2 separate regions of the Zea mays genome follow, and region 2 is linked to region 1. The links are chromatin contacts, called in public Hi-C maps. All regions are on one chromosome and are shown on one strand. The core of a region is the stretch at or near the end of the contact, and the rest is flanking DNA. Distances in the headings are between cores, read along the strand shown.

Region 1 (7,615 bases), core at 2,441-4,940:
TGTACAGAGCGTACCTTAGAATGCGATGTTTACTTTACGAAGTTTAAAATAAGTAGTGAGATACGAAGGTTTCCAAAAAAAATATAGGCTAACACGCACATCGGTTTCTATCTTAAATAACAGTCCATCATCCTTTTAGGTTGCCAGGCTCTAATCCAAAGCTAGTCGCCGATCTAACAAAGCACCTACGGGCTACGGCTTTATCCTTTAACTTCCTTGTGACGTTCTAGCTTTTGGTGGACACCAGGCTTTAGCCTTTCGCCCTTTCCTGCCCAACTTGATTTATTGTATAGTATATACCACGAGAGCGCAGTCCATAGGGCGCACGCACTAGATGCAACCGTGCCGTGCAGGCCGCGGTTCGCCTCTGAACAAATCCCACGCAGTAGATTTGCTCCTAGTCCTATATAAAGTGAGAGAGAGAGAAAAAAAAAACATAGCGTAGTACTAGTAGCTTTGCAAATGGACCGGCTTTGCCCCCCAGGAAATTCCGCGAGCCGAATCTCACGGCCTCGATGGAATCGGCAGTCACGTGTCGATACCACTCCCCCGGTAAACTTAACTTAGTGCAGAGAAAAGTGGCAGCGGACAGAAAGCGCACCACACACTGTACTCGAACTCGACTCGACCCCCGTACTAGTACTCACAGAGAAGCATGCCGCCGATGCTAATGCACGCATGTGGAGGATCCCATTAGTAGTCTAAAACGCATCGCAGATTGGACCCCTAATAAATTAATAAGTGCTGCTGCAGTTTGTGGATCGCCGAATCGAGGACAAAAGCTACTACTGCTATCGAAAATGGTCGCCGCCGTGGCCTGTAGTAGGTGTGTACTAGCCTGTAGGTGTAGTGTAGTACGCGTAGACGAAGGGAGAAAAGTGAAAAAGCTACTCGTAGGTTGGGCTCGTGCTCCCGTCGCCTTTGACATGTCACGCTCCACAATGCGCCGAGCATGGGGGGAGGAGGAGGACCCACCGGAGAGAAGAGATGGAAAGCAAGCAAAGGGGGGAAGGCGGGCAGTGGCACACAGGCCGGTGGTCGATGGCTGGAGATCCGCGTTCTCGAAGTGCTCGCTCGCTTTTTCTTCCTCCTCATTTCCATTTCCACCGCGTTTTTTTTATCCTGCACTTTACACTGTACTGTATGGGCTGCGCCTGCTCTGCTGGTGCTGTGTAGTGTAGTGCCTCCTGTCAACATGACTCCTCCAAAAGGAACCAATGCTGTCAAGACCCCCAAAAAAAAAGGTCAGTGCCGTAGCAGCCTAGCGAAAGGCAAATGCGAGGTGGAGAGTGGAGACGTGGAGTGGACGACTGGAGTCGCCTCGCCTATCTATGCCCCGGCCATTACGCGGCTTAACAAAGAAAAAAGCGTCGTTCTTGGCTGCCGCTTCACGTCACGAGAGCAGAGAGGCAGAGGCAACTGCGTGCGCCGCGCCTGCACGCGGGCCGGGCACCGGGAGTCCGGTACGCACGCACGAAAGGAGTGGCAGTTGCCTTGTCTCCTCTCCTCTCCTCCGAGGCTCCGGCGTTCCTTCCCCATGCTGGTTGGTTTCCTTGGTCGCATCTTTTCTGGAGCGCAGGCCGCGGCTTTGACTGGAGAACAGCTGCCTCCGCCTTTGCAGTCCTACCGTACCAGCAGAACTTTTGGGGCGTGTGATTAGCCATGAACCGTACTACTAGCTGGACCCCACCATGAGGAATCGCGTCCCCCACAACACGGCAAGCTAGCTAGCTACCAAGCAAGCAAGCACGCACGCACGCAGACTGATCCATCTGAGCCGTCTCGTGTACCGAGTCTCTGCTACACCCAGCGCGCGGTAAAAACCGACGCCACTTCTACGGACTGCCACTACTCGGTGACTGACCGACCGCAACGTAGTACGTTGGCCTTGACGGGACGGGGATGACGCACCGGACAAGTCAATTTTGTACAGACAAAGATCTGTCCCGGGAGTACCCTCGCGTCATTTATGCGGTGTGGGCGAGAGGAGAGACCAGCGCCCGCACGCAGCGCTGGTGGGACCACGCTGCCCATTCGGCAGATGCGATCCCCTCTACTGCTGGCCTCCATCCTGGCCGTGGACGATGTGAACAGTGCCAGATCGCCACTCCACGTTGGTAACATGATGCTTCAGTACAACTACAAGCAGATTTGGCGTCACGCTGAAACAATAATACATGTCGAGGGAAGCTCCAAGTATAGTAGAATACCATAGCTTTTCGTATCTAAGCTTTGGCCGATCTCCTCATTAATACAACAAGCCAACACTACCCCAAAAAAAAATACTACTAGCACATCTGAGAAACAAGGTACCAGAAAGATATTCCAGGGGAGAACAGAAGTTAGTGCCAATTACCAGTAGTACAGCTAACTGCGTCTAAAATTAGCCTACTATGCTGCAACTTGGAGCATCTCTACATTTACTACTCAACAAAGCTCGCCGCCTGACCCCGGGAGCCAGCGGATCTCATTGGACAACGAGTGCCGCCACCGCGCGGGACCAACACGCCGGCAGGGCCCCTCCCGCCTCGTCACAGCAGGACCTGGAGCGAGGCGTTCTTGCTAGCGCCGCAGACGGGGCACGCCTCGGCGGCGGCCTCGCACGCGCGGCACAGGCAGAGGTGGCGGCACGGGAGCAGCAGCACGGACGCGTCGCCGCCTCCGCAGGACTTGCACGACGGCGGCGAGGAGCCCCGGGACGCGGCGTCGCAGTCGTCGGCGACGGGGCCCGGCGGGGAGGTCTCGAAGCAGCAGGACCGCGCGTCCTCCGCCTCGCCGCCGCCAACGCCGGCGCCGGGCTGCTGCTGCTGCAGCAGCTGGTCCAGCGTGGCGCGGAGCCCCGCGGCGACGGCCTCGTGGCTCCGGGCGACGCCCAGCCACGCCTGCCCCTCGGCGGCCAGCTGCCGGAGCCTCTCCTCCAGCTCGGCGTTGCGGCGGCGGGCGCGCCCCAGCTCGGCCTCCGCCAGCCGCAGCCGCCCCGCCGCGGCGCGCTGCACGGCCGCCGCCACCGCGCGCGCGTGCCTCCGCCGAGCCTCCTGCAGCCCCGCACGCATCCTCTCGGTCTGCGGCAAGACCACGCGAGCAAGAGTCAGACAACGTGTGGGGGAGCTCGCCGGATCTGTCAAGACGGCAACGACTGACTACCACGCACCTCGAGCCGCACCAGCGCGTCGATCTCCATGCCCTGGCGGTAGAGCAGCGACAGGACGCCGTTGGTGGTGGCCGCCGCCCGACCACTGGTGGACGCCGCGCCGCACCCTGCCTCCCTGCTCTGCACGTCGCCGGCGAACACCTGGCCCTGCGGCACCGGCAGAACCAACCCCTGCTGGTGGGCATCATCCAGGAACCCGGGCGCGACGCGTGCACGCTTCCTCGGGAGAAACACGTTGCTGTTGTCGCCGCCGCCGCCGTTGCAGGTGAGCTCGCTGCGCGGCTGGGTGTCGCCAAACGCGGCGACCTCGAAGGGCGCCGGCGCCGGCGCCGGCGCGCACCCGCCGAAGCCGAGCTCGTCGAGGAACGCGGAGCCGCCGCCGCCGACCGTGGCGCCCTCCAGTGCCCTGAAGGCGTGCCCCATGTCGTGGGGCAGGAAGGCGGGGTTGAGTAGGTGCTGCGCCTGGACGGCCATGGACACCGGCCTTGTCTTTGCGGGAGAGGGGGAGGAGATGTGGTTACTGACTACTGGGTACTGGGTAGTGCAAGGGCAAGGGGTGGGAGGGAAGTTATATATACGGGGGGTCGGGCGGGGCGGGGAAGACACGTTGGGTGTGTGGGGCGCCTGCAAGGAGACAAAAGCTGCCGGTTTTTTGTTTATCTTGACGAGGAGAGGGAGGCAGGGCAAAGGCCCAGGCAGGCGGCAGGCGAACGGATTGGATGCTGCTGCGACCTCTCTTTTTCCCCGCCTTTAATAATGGCGATCGTTTACGCCGGAACCAATACCTTTTTTTTTATCCCGCCTCGCCTTGTCTGCGCCACCACGCTTCTTTTTCTTTTCCCGTCAATCTGTCATGGTTTTTCTTTTCCTTTCATTTTGTTGTCTGGCGATTGATTGGCGTGACCGTGATGCGAGACGTGGAGTAGAGTGGTGGTGGTCCTCGTGGACCAGCACACAAAGGGTGGCCTACCTACCTCTGGCCTCTGGTAGCATGCTGCCTGCTTGATGCTGTGCCTTTTTTTCTTTATTTGCTCGATTATGGTTGTATTTCTAAATTTTACTCTATAAATTATTGTTTAAAAATTTATTTACATAAAAAATATACTTTCTATATTTTTCAATCTTCAACAACTTTTTCTATATTTTATTTATACTCTAGAGAGTCTTCACGTTTCCTATCTTTAACTATATTCGAATAATCATTTAAATAAGATGTTAGAGTTTATTTTCTATATTTAAATGCTAATGGTCAGCATCAGAATGTCTAGCGTGCACCTAATATGGTGCATCTAACATGGCATCTGGATAGCGCTTAAAAAGAATGCGAGAGGATTTGCACTGACTAGACGTATCCAATGAAGCACCAAATATGACACTAGATAGGACATCCTAAGAGGGTTGTAGATGCGCGTGAGACACTGAGCACTCATCAGATGTATCTAATGAGGCACCAGATGCGACACTATACAAGACACTCATATATGTGTTGTAATGTGCACATCAAGCGGTGTACTCACTAGACGTGTCTTGTGAGGGTTCATTTATACCAAGAGATACTGATATAATAATAGGTAGTTTTTGAACTAGCCATTGAAGCTTGCATCGAACATGTACAATAGTGGAGGTATGTGTGCATTAGACATGTCTGGCTAGTTCTCTATCTTTGAGCTACATATATCTCTACATCTTGTCCATTTGAGGTCTTTTAACCATTTGTTCAGCTGAACAAAACCTATTAGAGTGAAAGCGAGAGCCTTTGCCTAGTGAGATAATTGATTTGATAATCGTGAAATTAGTGGTCTCATTAGTGTATTGCGAGTAGCGATACAAGTGTGCACCCACCATTCTCATTAGCCTTGGTCTAGTAAAGTGAGATTTTGTGCTTGTTATTGTTGATGATCGACATCACCTATATGGTTTGATGGTGATAAAAGTTTGGTGGTCACCCAATGAATATTATGTGTTGCGCAACTCAAGGTGCAAATAGTTGCAAGTGATTCACTATACTAGAGTGACGAAGAATTGATACGTAGATAGAACTTAACCTTGTGTGGTTCAATGAGAAGCGATACTCTTGTATGAGTACTATGATAAAGACCAGTAGGGAGTAGGGAGTGTCAACGGTTTGATACCTCAGAAAAGTTATCTCCTTATTTTAACCTTTCTTACTTTGAGTATTTATATTTGAGCAATTGAATGATTGCCTTTACGTTACTTGAATTTTCATATTATAATAAAGTTGGACCTATAGTGTGAAACTTTTGTGATCCAATAGAAAATATTTTTAGACACAAAAAAGAATAAAATAGGATATTCGATAGAATTTAAATACTGTAAAAAAATAGGTTGACCTAATTTACTTTTTTTACTTGAGCATTAAACTTCTTTAAGCTTGCATGGCGGTAGTGATGATAATGAGCTCTAAATTTTACCCTATAAAATTTAAGGATCAAACTTTATTCCTATTCATCTTGAACATTGAGATCCTGATCCATTACGTCCGTGTCGCAACCTATTTACACTCGACTCGAGTAAATGTAGGGGTGACAATGAGATCTAAATTTTACACTATAAGATTTAAGAATCGGATTATACTGGGATCAGGCTATGTTTCTATTAATTTTAGAACTAAAATTTATTTAGAACCCTAACATTTTATGAAAAGGCATTTGAATCAGGATACATTATCACCCCTAAGTAAATGCTAATTCTAGCATTTCTATCTAAACAGCTAAACAAAAGGCTTCTGTGCGGATATATAATAACTAGAAGTATATTTGATTTAGAGCGGAGAAATTATATATATTATAGTAAAAGTCCATACTAGTATAGTACTATAGTAGGAGTATATACATTTATGGTGTGTTTGGTTTATGGAGTCATTCTGTGCTTAATGAGGTGATGTATCATAAGTTTATTCCATCAATTTTGGTGGAATCAACTCACTACTCATGTATATACTAATTATTAGTTTATGAGGAATGAGATGGTGATGGATCAAACCATTCTATTCCACAAATCAAATAAAAAAGTGAGAAGTGAGAAAAAGATAGATCACTTCGTTCATCAAACCAAACACACTCTTAATTATCCATCTGGTATCAGCGCGACCACCTTGTTGGGAATAGTCCCACATTGTCTGGTGAGAGTGGAAAAGCATGGTTTATATGATTGAGGGTGCAACCCCTATTAGGCTAGCTTTTTGGGGGGAGCGTTAGCCCAAGAGACCTAAAGCCCGCTGCTATACGAACACGGGCGCGTGTGTCGCGGCCCGACAGCCTGGGTGGGCGCGCCGTATGTGCGCGGGCGGCCCCAACGGACACGCCATGTGTCGGCGGTCCGGTTCCAACAATTGGTATCAAAGCCAGGTTGGCCCAGTGCATTCTCAGACAAATCTCGGCTCACAATGTGTGAGGGGGAGATTGTTGGGAATAGTCCCACATTGTCTGGTGAGAGTGGAAAAACATGGTTTATATGGTTGAGGGTGCAACCCATATTAGGCTAGCTTTTTGGGGGGAGTGTTGGCCTAAGAGACCTAAAGTCCGCTGCTATACGGACACGGGCGCGTGTGTCGCGGCCCGACAGCCTGGGTGGGCTCGCCGTATGTGCGCGGGCGGCACCAACGGACTTATCGGCGGTCCGGTTCCAACACACCTCCATTCTTTTACCATTCGCGATGGACCGTAGCGTCCGGGCCATATATACTTCTGCATTCCACACGCGTGTTGTACTCTCGTAGAACACCAAGACGAGCAGTGGGGTCAGCCATTTACCACAGCGCTGTCCATCGCCCCGGCCCGGCCCCCGTCGTCCGTCCCCGGAGAGCCCAGTCGGTGCGCTTGTCCTCGTGCTCTTGACGGCTCGTACACCAGCCGGTCCATCCGTTTGGCACGGGCCTTGTCAGTCGTCATCCTTGACACCCCGGCGCGCGGACGCGGACGCGGACGGGGCCGGCCGGCGGGGCACGTCGGACGGCGGGACCATCCACCACCCACATCAGACACGCCGCGGCACAGATCGTGGATCGGCGCTAGCAACACCAACACGGTCCACGCAAGTAATGCCGCTGCTCAGCTCATCAGTGTCGCGCGCGCCAAGCCAACGTACGTACTACACGCGGTACGTACGCGGTACGCCCCACCTGCCCTGCCACACCGCCGTGCAGGTGTGTGGAGCCGTGCGCTAGCTACTGCGCGGTGATCCCACACACACGTCACGCGCCCCCCGCGCATTAACAGCGCGCAACGGGAAGAGCGTGACTGTACTGACCACCAACAGGCGGTAATGGCCGGCCGGTCCTCCGCCTCCGATCCGGCGATCCGCCAGCGCATGTGTCGCCATGCACCGCCGGCCGCTGCTGCGCCTGCGCGCGCCGTCGGCCCCGCGCTGCATGCCGGACAGGCCCCCCTCCCATCGGATCGGACGGAATCGAGTCAGCAGGGCTCGGGCGGGACCATCGACAGT
Region 2 (7,615 bases), core at 1,456-3,955, 620 kb after region 1:
CCAAGAACGGAACATCAGCAATCTTGTACAGGACGTCAAAAATCTTCTTCTGCAGAGGCAAAACCCATTAGGGACAAGATGGAACAAAGACGACTAATGAAGAAAGAAATAACAGTTATGGTTGCAAAAGATCAGAAAAATGGATCACCTGGAACTCAGAAAGACCATCTGCACCAGCAGCAGCCTCCTCCTCAGCCTTCTCCTTTTCCTTCTCAACATCATACTTGGGCTTCCAGGTCTTCTCCAGAATGGAGGTGGCAACCTTCTCATCGTCAGCAATCAAGATATTGTCAAACAGGATGCCATCCTGCATTGTCCAGATCTCAATCCCAATAGCAGCAATTGGATCAAAGTCAGGCTTGTCAAGCTCAAAGTACTCAGGGTTGGGGATCTCCTGAGGCTTCCAGATTCCCTTGTAGTTGGGGTTGTCAATCATAGGTGCATGCCACTTGCCCTTGTAAGCAGGATTCTGCTTCATTGGCCTCTTCCACTCGCCACATCCAGGTGCCTCTTCACACTTGGGGTTGTCAATCTTTGGCGCCTCCCATTCACCATCCTCCTCATCGTCCCAGTCCTCAGGCTTGGCTGCCTCAGGATCATCAATCTCCTCAGGTTCATCATCCAACCATCCCTCAGGCTTGGTGGCTTCATCATCCACAATTTCCATCGGGGCATCCTCATCCCAGTCATCAGGCTTTACTGCATCTGGATCAGGAATTTTAGCTCTCTCATCCCAGTCCTCCGGCTTCTTGTCATCAGGGTCAGGAATGGTCTTGGATGGGATAAGTGCTGGCTCAAAATCATCAGCAGAAAGGAAGTTCGCCTTCTTCTTTTCTTCCCCATCTACCAAAATTTTGACCTCATTGTCTGGCTTCAAGATAGCCGTGTAGACATGAGAGAGCTTGTCATATGGGACAGATGGTGGGAATTTGAGATGATGCTCAACATACTTTCCAGTCTTAGGATTCTTGTGCTTAAGGATGAAATGAACCTTGTTGGTTGATCCACACTTATCTGGACCAAACATAATAGTGTATGGAGTCTCATTATCAAACTCCTTGGCATCCCATCCAGCATCCTGAGGGCGGATGTACTTAATGTAGGCACCTCCGCATTCAAGGCCATTCTGAAGTCTCACTTCAAACTGCAGGACCACTGTCCCATCCTTCAAGGTAACTGGCTCATCAAGCTCCTTGATTATGGCGTATTTCCTTGCCTTCTCACTAACAAGGAGGCCATAGTCCTCATGACCATCACTCTTGGCATGCCTCCACACACCTACAAAACAGAGTATGTAGGCATTAAGCTATGAAACACACAAAAAAGAACAGAAATTATGACTACAATGTTCAAACAGTGGCAGGCAACAAGCAGTTAAAATAAGGATTGCAATACTGTTTAAAATGGCATTACAGAACCAGGATACTACTCCCTTCATCCACATATGCAAGCAACATGTTGTTTCGGAAAGTGTAACTTTGCAAACTTTGACTAACAATTAGTCAAATTAATTATGGTGTGTTTGGTGCACAAAGGTTGCATAGATGCATATTCAAATTATAACAAATGACACCAATATTCACAGATAAATAGCATACCAGATAACCAGAAAGATCTAACAGGCACCTACTAAAACTTAGTACCGCAAGCTTACTTCATATGAAGAGTGTTTAATGTGGGCACAGAATTACAGGAATATAAAAATACCACTAGCAAACTGAACATACTGACAATTTTATTATTTTTTGGATGACGTAGTTCATTAACACATGCATATAGATAAAATTATTATTCAAAATATCTCCTGATGTCTCATCCTATAATCTAGTACAAGTTAATCACTCCCTCCAGTTAGGAATAGATGAGGCTACTTTCGATTATCTGAGCATCAGTACATTTTGGCAGTTACAGAAACATCAACCATCCATATCAACAATGAGCACACTGCACACACAGAGAAACCAGTCACTCCAATGATCCTCTGTTCGTTAGAGCTACAGACCATTGTAACTTGTGTTGGCACACTCAAAAAGTTATACTGTAAGCTGGAAGGCAAGAACACTCCTCGATTGCATATAGTACGTTGGAATGTGGAGACTAGCCATAGCTCTGCATCTAGAGCGGTGCTGCTAGCGAAGCACATCCGGACAAACTAAAGCACATACATGATTGACAACATACATGACTGACAGTATCAATCGTGGATCTCATGAGTAATTGCACAGTTACCTCTCAGTTTAAACACGGGAAAGTGCGATCTCGGACGAAGAAGCTCCCATAACCCCACTAAACCCACGGATCTAAACAGATCTAGCGAAACCATAACGAGCGAGAGAAAAAAAATGCGCGCGCTTACCTTGGTATTCATCCTTCTTGGAGACGACCCATCTCCCCTCAAAGTCCTCATCGAACGGCTCGTACAGCAGCTGCAAACAACAACACCGAAACCCGGAGTGACCATCACAAATCTCACCCACAAAGTTCCGAGGGAAAAAAGATAGCGAAATCGCAACAGGCTGGCTTAGATTACCGGGTCGGAGGCGTGGATCTGAAAGACCAACGCCGAGACCAGGAGGAGGAGGAGGAGCGCGCGCCCTCCCATCGTCCTCTCAATGTCACGATCTCCTCGAGCCGGGGAGTTTCTCCAAACCTTCCAACCAGAGCGAGGCCTCCGCGAGAGGGAGCAGACGCTGGCAGTATAAGAAGTGGGCGCGGTGGAGAGGCTACACGGCTGAGATCAGGAGAGAGGAAAAGGAACGGTGGGTAGCAGGGCCGGCAGTTGCGAGGAGAAGGCCTTGGTGTGACTTGTTCCGACCAATGGGAGGGCGCGGGACGTGGTGCTGACCAATTGCACGCTGCCACGTCTGACTCGTGACGCTTTGCTCTTGTAGGACGCCATGTCAGCCGCCCCACGAACACGCACGACGGTGGTATCCGGCCAGCCGGCATCTCCAGTGAATACAGAGGCCTTCTACTGACTTTAGATATTCTCGATGACAATTTTGTACCACTTTTTTCAACACTGACATATCATCAAAAATGCTATAAAACTATGAATAAAATAATGTCTCTTAATGTAAAATTTCACTTCACTATTTCATACATTAACATGTCAATTAAATATTGCAACTCAATGACCAATACAAATTAGTAAAATATGTGAAGAGAAACAAATCATTTTCAATGGAGGTCTCCATGGTTTCTAAGACATTGGAAAAAAAAGTTGATGTGACACACTATTAAATGTGTGTGAAACCACTATAAAATCATTATTGTGAATAGCCTTAGGGCACATACAGCGCCGTTAAATACGACGTCTCTAAAGTCACGTAAGCTACAATTAAATAAAAAAAATTCGACGTGGATGCTAATTAAGGAGAAGATAGGCATAGATCGTCCTTTAGTGAAGACACGGTTTCGGCCTATGCTCCAATACAAGAGACGGTAAGACAACCAATGTATGACTTCTTTGGTCCTTGTTCCACACATGATAGGTAACCTACTGTATGACTTATTATTTATATTGTATATACCTGTTTGTAATATACATATAGACAACTATTGTTTGTGGGTTGTACATGCTCTTATGGGGTGTTTGGTTTCACCTAATGTCATATCAAATGTTTAAATGATAACTACGGATAGTAAATATAGTCTAATTATAAGATTAATTGTACAGATAAAGACTAAAAGACAAAACGAAACTATTGAACCTAATTATGTCTATATTTAATATTTATAATTGATATTTAGATAATTGATATGATACAAACTAAATTTTAGTCAGGGGAACTAAAAATACCACGTAAATTTTATAAGTGGTAGAGTTTCAACAGTTCAACAATTATGGGTTGTTCCTCTCTTTCGTACGTCATGCCCCTCATGTGTAACAGTCTGTCAAGGTAATAGACGACGACAGAGAGGCACCAAAGGGTATTCGGGTGAAGAAGCAAAGCACCAGAGTATTTGGGCTAGATTGGACCCAGCAATGGGGGTACACTGTTGGCGAGCGTATGTAACTGAGGCCATGTGGGAGTTGGAGACTTAGCTTGGGGAAGGAGTTGGCGCTGGTTGTGTCTAGACGGTGACGTCATGTGTGAGTGAATCCCTTCTGTTCGTCGAGAATTCTAGTAAAACTCTATAACTTCGTGAGAGAAGGATAGTTTCAGGGGCGGGGCTCGCTATCATCACCATCTATCTCTCACAATTGGTATTAGATTCTTGTTGCGATCCTAGCGGATCCATCTGAGTATACTCTTCGCCCTTAAAATCAGGCAAGGGGGCAAAACAAATCGACAACATGGAGAAGAGTTTAGCCGATCTCTCTCAGCTGCTGCAATCTTTACAAGTCCAGAATGATTCCATCAAGCAAGCCATTGAGGTAAACATAGCATCTAAGCCCTAGACCGAGGACGATGTGGGTCACCTGCATGAAAATGTGGGACACCTGTCGAACAAAGTGAAGAGGTGATGGTCTGCGCCCACCACACATTCATGCATCGAAGGTGTTCGAAGGTGTGCTATTGAAGGATCAAGCGACGCTGGAAGTCTCTACATCGACATCACGGCATCAGTCTGTACCGGACCTCTACGATCACCGCCCTGCTACAGCTTACCGGAGTGATGGTTTTGGGGTTGTCACCACCCTAACACCATCTCCGGTTGCAGGTAACAAAACCCTTTTGCATCCGGATTCCCCTTCATCTACCTTACTTCCTCATGTTGAACCCATGTGGCCATCTTATTCGCCTCATATGATGGCAGCCTTACCTCAAATGAGTTTTCCTTAGTTCGATGGTCACCATACGAAGATGTGGATGGCAAAGTGCGAGTCCTACTTTGATGTGTTTGTTGTCCCGGGTGAATTATGGGTCAAAGTAGCAATCATGCACTTCGTCGGTTCAGTCGTTTTTTGGTTATAGTCTATGGAAAAAAGCTTTGCGAAACACAGTGGACTTAGTTTTGCTCAGCGGTGTGTGCCCGCTTTGAGCGTGATCATCACAACCATTTAGTTCATCGGTTCTTTCACATCAAGCAAGTTGACACTGTCACGGAATATATGTTGAGCACTTCAATACTCTGGTGCATCAAATTCTAGCTCATGACCCTTCATTTAACATATTTGCTATTGTAAATCGTTTTGTTGATGGCTTGGAACCTGGCATTAAGGTTGTAGTTTTTATGCAGCGGCCATGGACCTAGATACTGTTGTTTCCTTGGCTTTGTTACAGGAGGTGCTCACTGGTCACAAGACCCACTCTATGCCTTCTAAGGTAGCTGAACCATCACTGTCCAGAACTGTGTCACATCCGACACCATTGTCTTCCTCTCAACCTGCTGCTACAACTTCAGAACTCCGGCGTGGTGTGGATGGCACCAAATCAAGCTTGAAGAAAACAAAATTTCAGCGTTGATGGCATACCGTAAAGCTAATGGGTTGTGCTTGTGCTACAAGTGTGGTCTTAGATGGGGCCAAACTCACAAGTGCAACGCAATAGTTCCCTTGAAATTGGTGGAAGAAGTCTAGCAAATCTTGGAGACCTCTGTACCTCCAAAATAGAAGTCTATGCCTTAGGAGGATTCTGGTGATAATCTGATGTTTTTGTCCATCAATGCAGTCCAAGGAACATAGTCTCCTCAGACTCACTACCGGAAACGGGCGCTTTGCCGAGTGCCCGAAGCACTCGGCAAAGCCTTAAAAACACTCGGCAAAGGCTTTGCCGAGTGTGACACTCGGCAAAGAAGGCTCGGCAAACAGTGCATCAGCAAAGCCTTTTTTGCCGAGTACTTTTTCTCGGGCACTCGGCAAAGAAAAGCGGCCGTTACGGTGACGGGTGACAGAGACGGTGTCTTTGCCGAGTGTCACGGATGACACTCGGCAAAGGAGTTACCTTTGCCGAGTGTCTTCCCAGAAGCACTCGACAAAGAATACATCTTTGTCGAGTGCCCTCTGGGGCACTCGGCAAAGAGCCCGCCAGGGAGGGTCCCCATGTCAGGCTCTTTGTCGAGTGCTCTGTGCGGCACTCGGCAAAGCCTGCCTCTTTGCCGAGTGCCAGCGACATAACACTCGGCAAAGTCCCTAAACCGGTGCCCAGGTTTTTGCTCTTTGCCGAGTGTTATGACCCTGACACTCGGCAAAGCGCCTCTTTGCCGAGTGTTACACTCGGCAAAGTGACCAGTATATACGTTTCTTATTTGTTTTTTGTATTCCATCCACACAAACAAAAGATATCACATATATACATCACAGAGATCATCACAAACATAAATAGCCAATACAAACATAAAACCGTCACCACAAATATAAATATCCATCACAAACATAAGTGTTCAACACAAGTATCAAACACAAACATAAGTCTCAAACGTCGCAAGCTCTCACATAAGTATCAAATACAGACATAAGTATTATACACAAGTTCTGAAGTCTAAAACAATGAAAACACAACACTCATGGAGGTGGGCGGTTTGACCGGGGCTGAACCCTTCCGGAGGGTTGTTGGATGCCGCCCCAGATTGGCCCTGCACAGAGAAGAGATTGCATGTGTTATACCAGATGCATTACAAATATCTAACTACAATTTTGATACTCACAGGAGTGTGGAAGAGAGCAGGGTCAACTGGAGGGAACAATGGAGGTGGCGGAGCGATGCCCTGTACGGCGCCAAGGCTCTGCATGTACTGGAACATCTCCGCCATCCTCCGATGATCTGCCCGGCGCTCCGCCTCCCGCTCCGCCATCATCCTCGCCTCCATCTCGTGACGTTCCCTCCTCTCTTCTTCTAGTTGAGTATGTAATATTACAAGCCAACGTTATAGTAACTCAAAGAGTAGGTATATAACTCAAGGAAGGACGAGTTACAGAAGCACTAACCTCGAGTTGCTGTATGCGATGCTGTGAGCTGTCGTGCCGAGGTCGTATGGCTGGACTCGAGCCCGTGCTCCTTGCTCTCACCTGAGACAGAGTGGGAGTGGAGGACGAGTCGATTGCCCCGTCGACAATCCAGTACCGCTCATGTCTCTTGCCTCCTCCGACCCTCATGAGCTCATCGGGGTCGATCGGCTCGGTGCTCGGATCATAGTCTGGGCCATGGACCTCCTGCGCCATGGCGGTGTAGTCATGGAGGCGGCTGTAGACGGCGGGGTTGGTGTAGGCCTCGGGCCCGTCATCCGGGTTGTAGGTGACGTCGGACGTCGCCTTACCCTTATGGGCCATAGCATAGGCCGAGAAGGTGGAGCAAGGTCGACCACCATGTGACGCCGACTGCAACGAAAACCAACGAGATAGTTAGAAATAATATCTAACTCAGTGTTATATATCTAAATAAAAAAGATGGCGTACCCATGCTTCGGCATATTGGCCTAGACTCCGGCTGCCTTGGTGGTGGGAGGGGCCTTGCATCATCAAACGCCGTTCCCGGCTAGCGGTGTGCGCCTCGTCCCACTCAGCCGAACACCACCTATCCACCATCTGCTCCCAGCACAGAGGATGTGCGGCGCACCAATATGGAATCATCTACAAAGTAAACACGTAAAGTGCATATCAGAAGATAAAATAAAATTCATGCATGGATTACTGGTACCAAACATGCATGACTTTACCTGCAGGTACTGC

The links. Hi-C and Micro-C count contacts between places; a contact is called where the count stands out from the background.
Region 2: a contact with region 1 is called in a Hi-C map of endosperm, with 5 times the contacts expected there. The contact joins the promoter of LOC100283947 here to the promoter of LOC100281271 in region 1. A contact is called at or near these places in 2 of 25 Hi-C or Micro-C datasets (ear and endosperm).

What each region holds. Positions count from the first base shown.
Region 1 is chr2:62,907,424-62,915,038 of Zm-B73-REFERENCE-NAM-5.0, forward strand. LOC100281271 (inhibitor of apoptosis-like protein) reads right to left here and starts at 3,691. Exons shown (of 2, transcript NM_001154992.2): 1 at 3,152-3,691; 2 at 2,201-3,062. The coding sequence starts at 3,625. The coding sequence ends at 2,532.
Region 2 is chr2:63,530,409-63,538,023 of Zm-B73-REFERENCE-NAM-5.0, forward strand. LOC100283947 (calnexin) reads right to left here and starts at 2,706. Exons shown (of 6, transcript NM_001156845.1): 1 at 2,531-2,706; 2 at 2,357-2,426; 3 at 149-1,278; 4 at 1-49. The coding sequence starts at 2,602. It overlaps LOC103646531 (a long non-coding RNA gene), which reads left to right. Exons shown (of 3, transcript XR_562248.3): 3 at 4,275-5,631.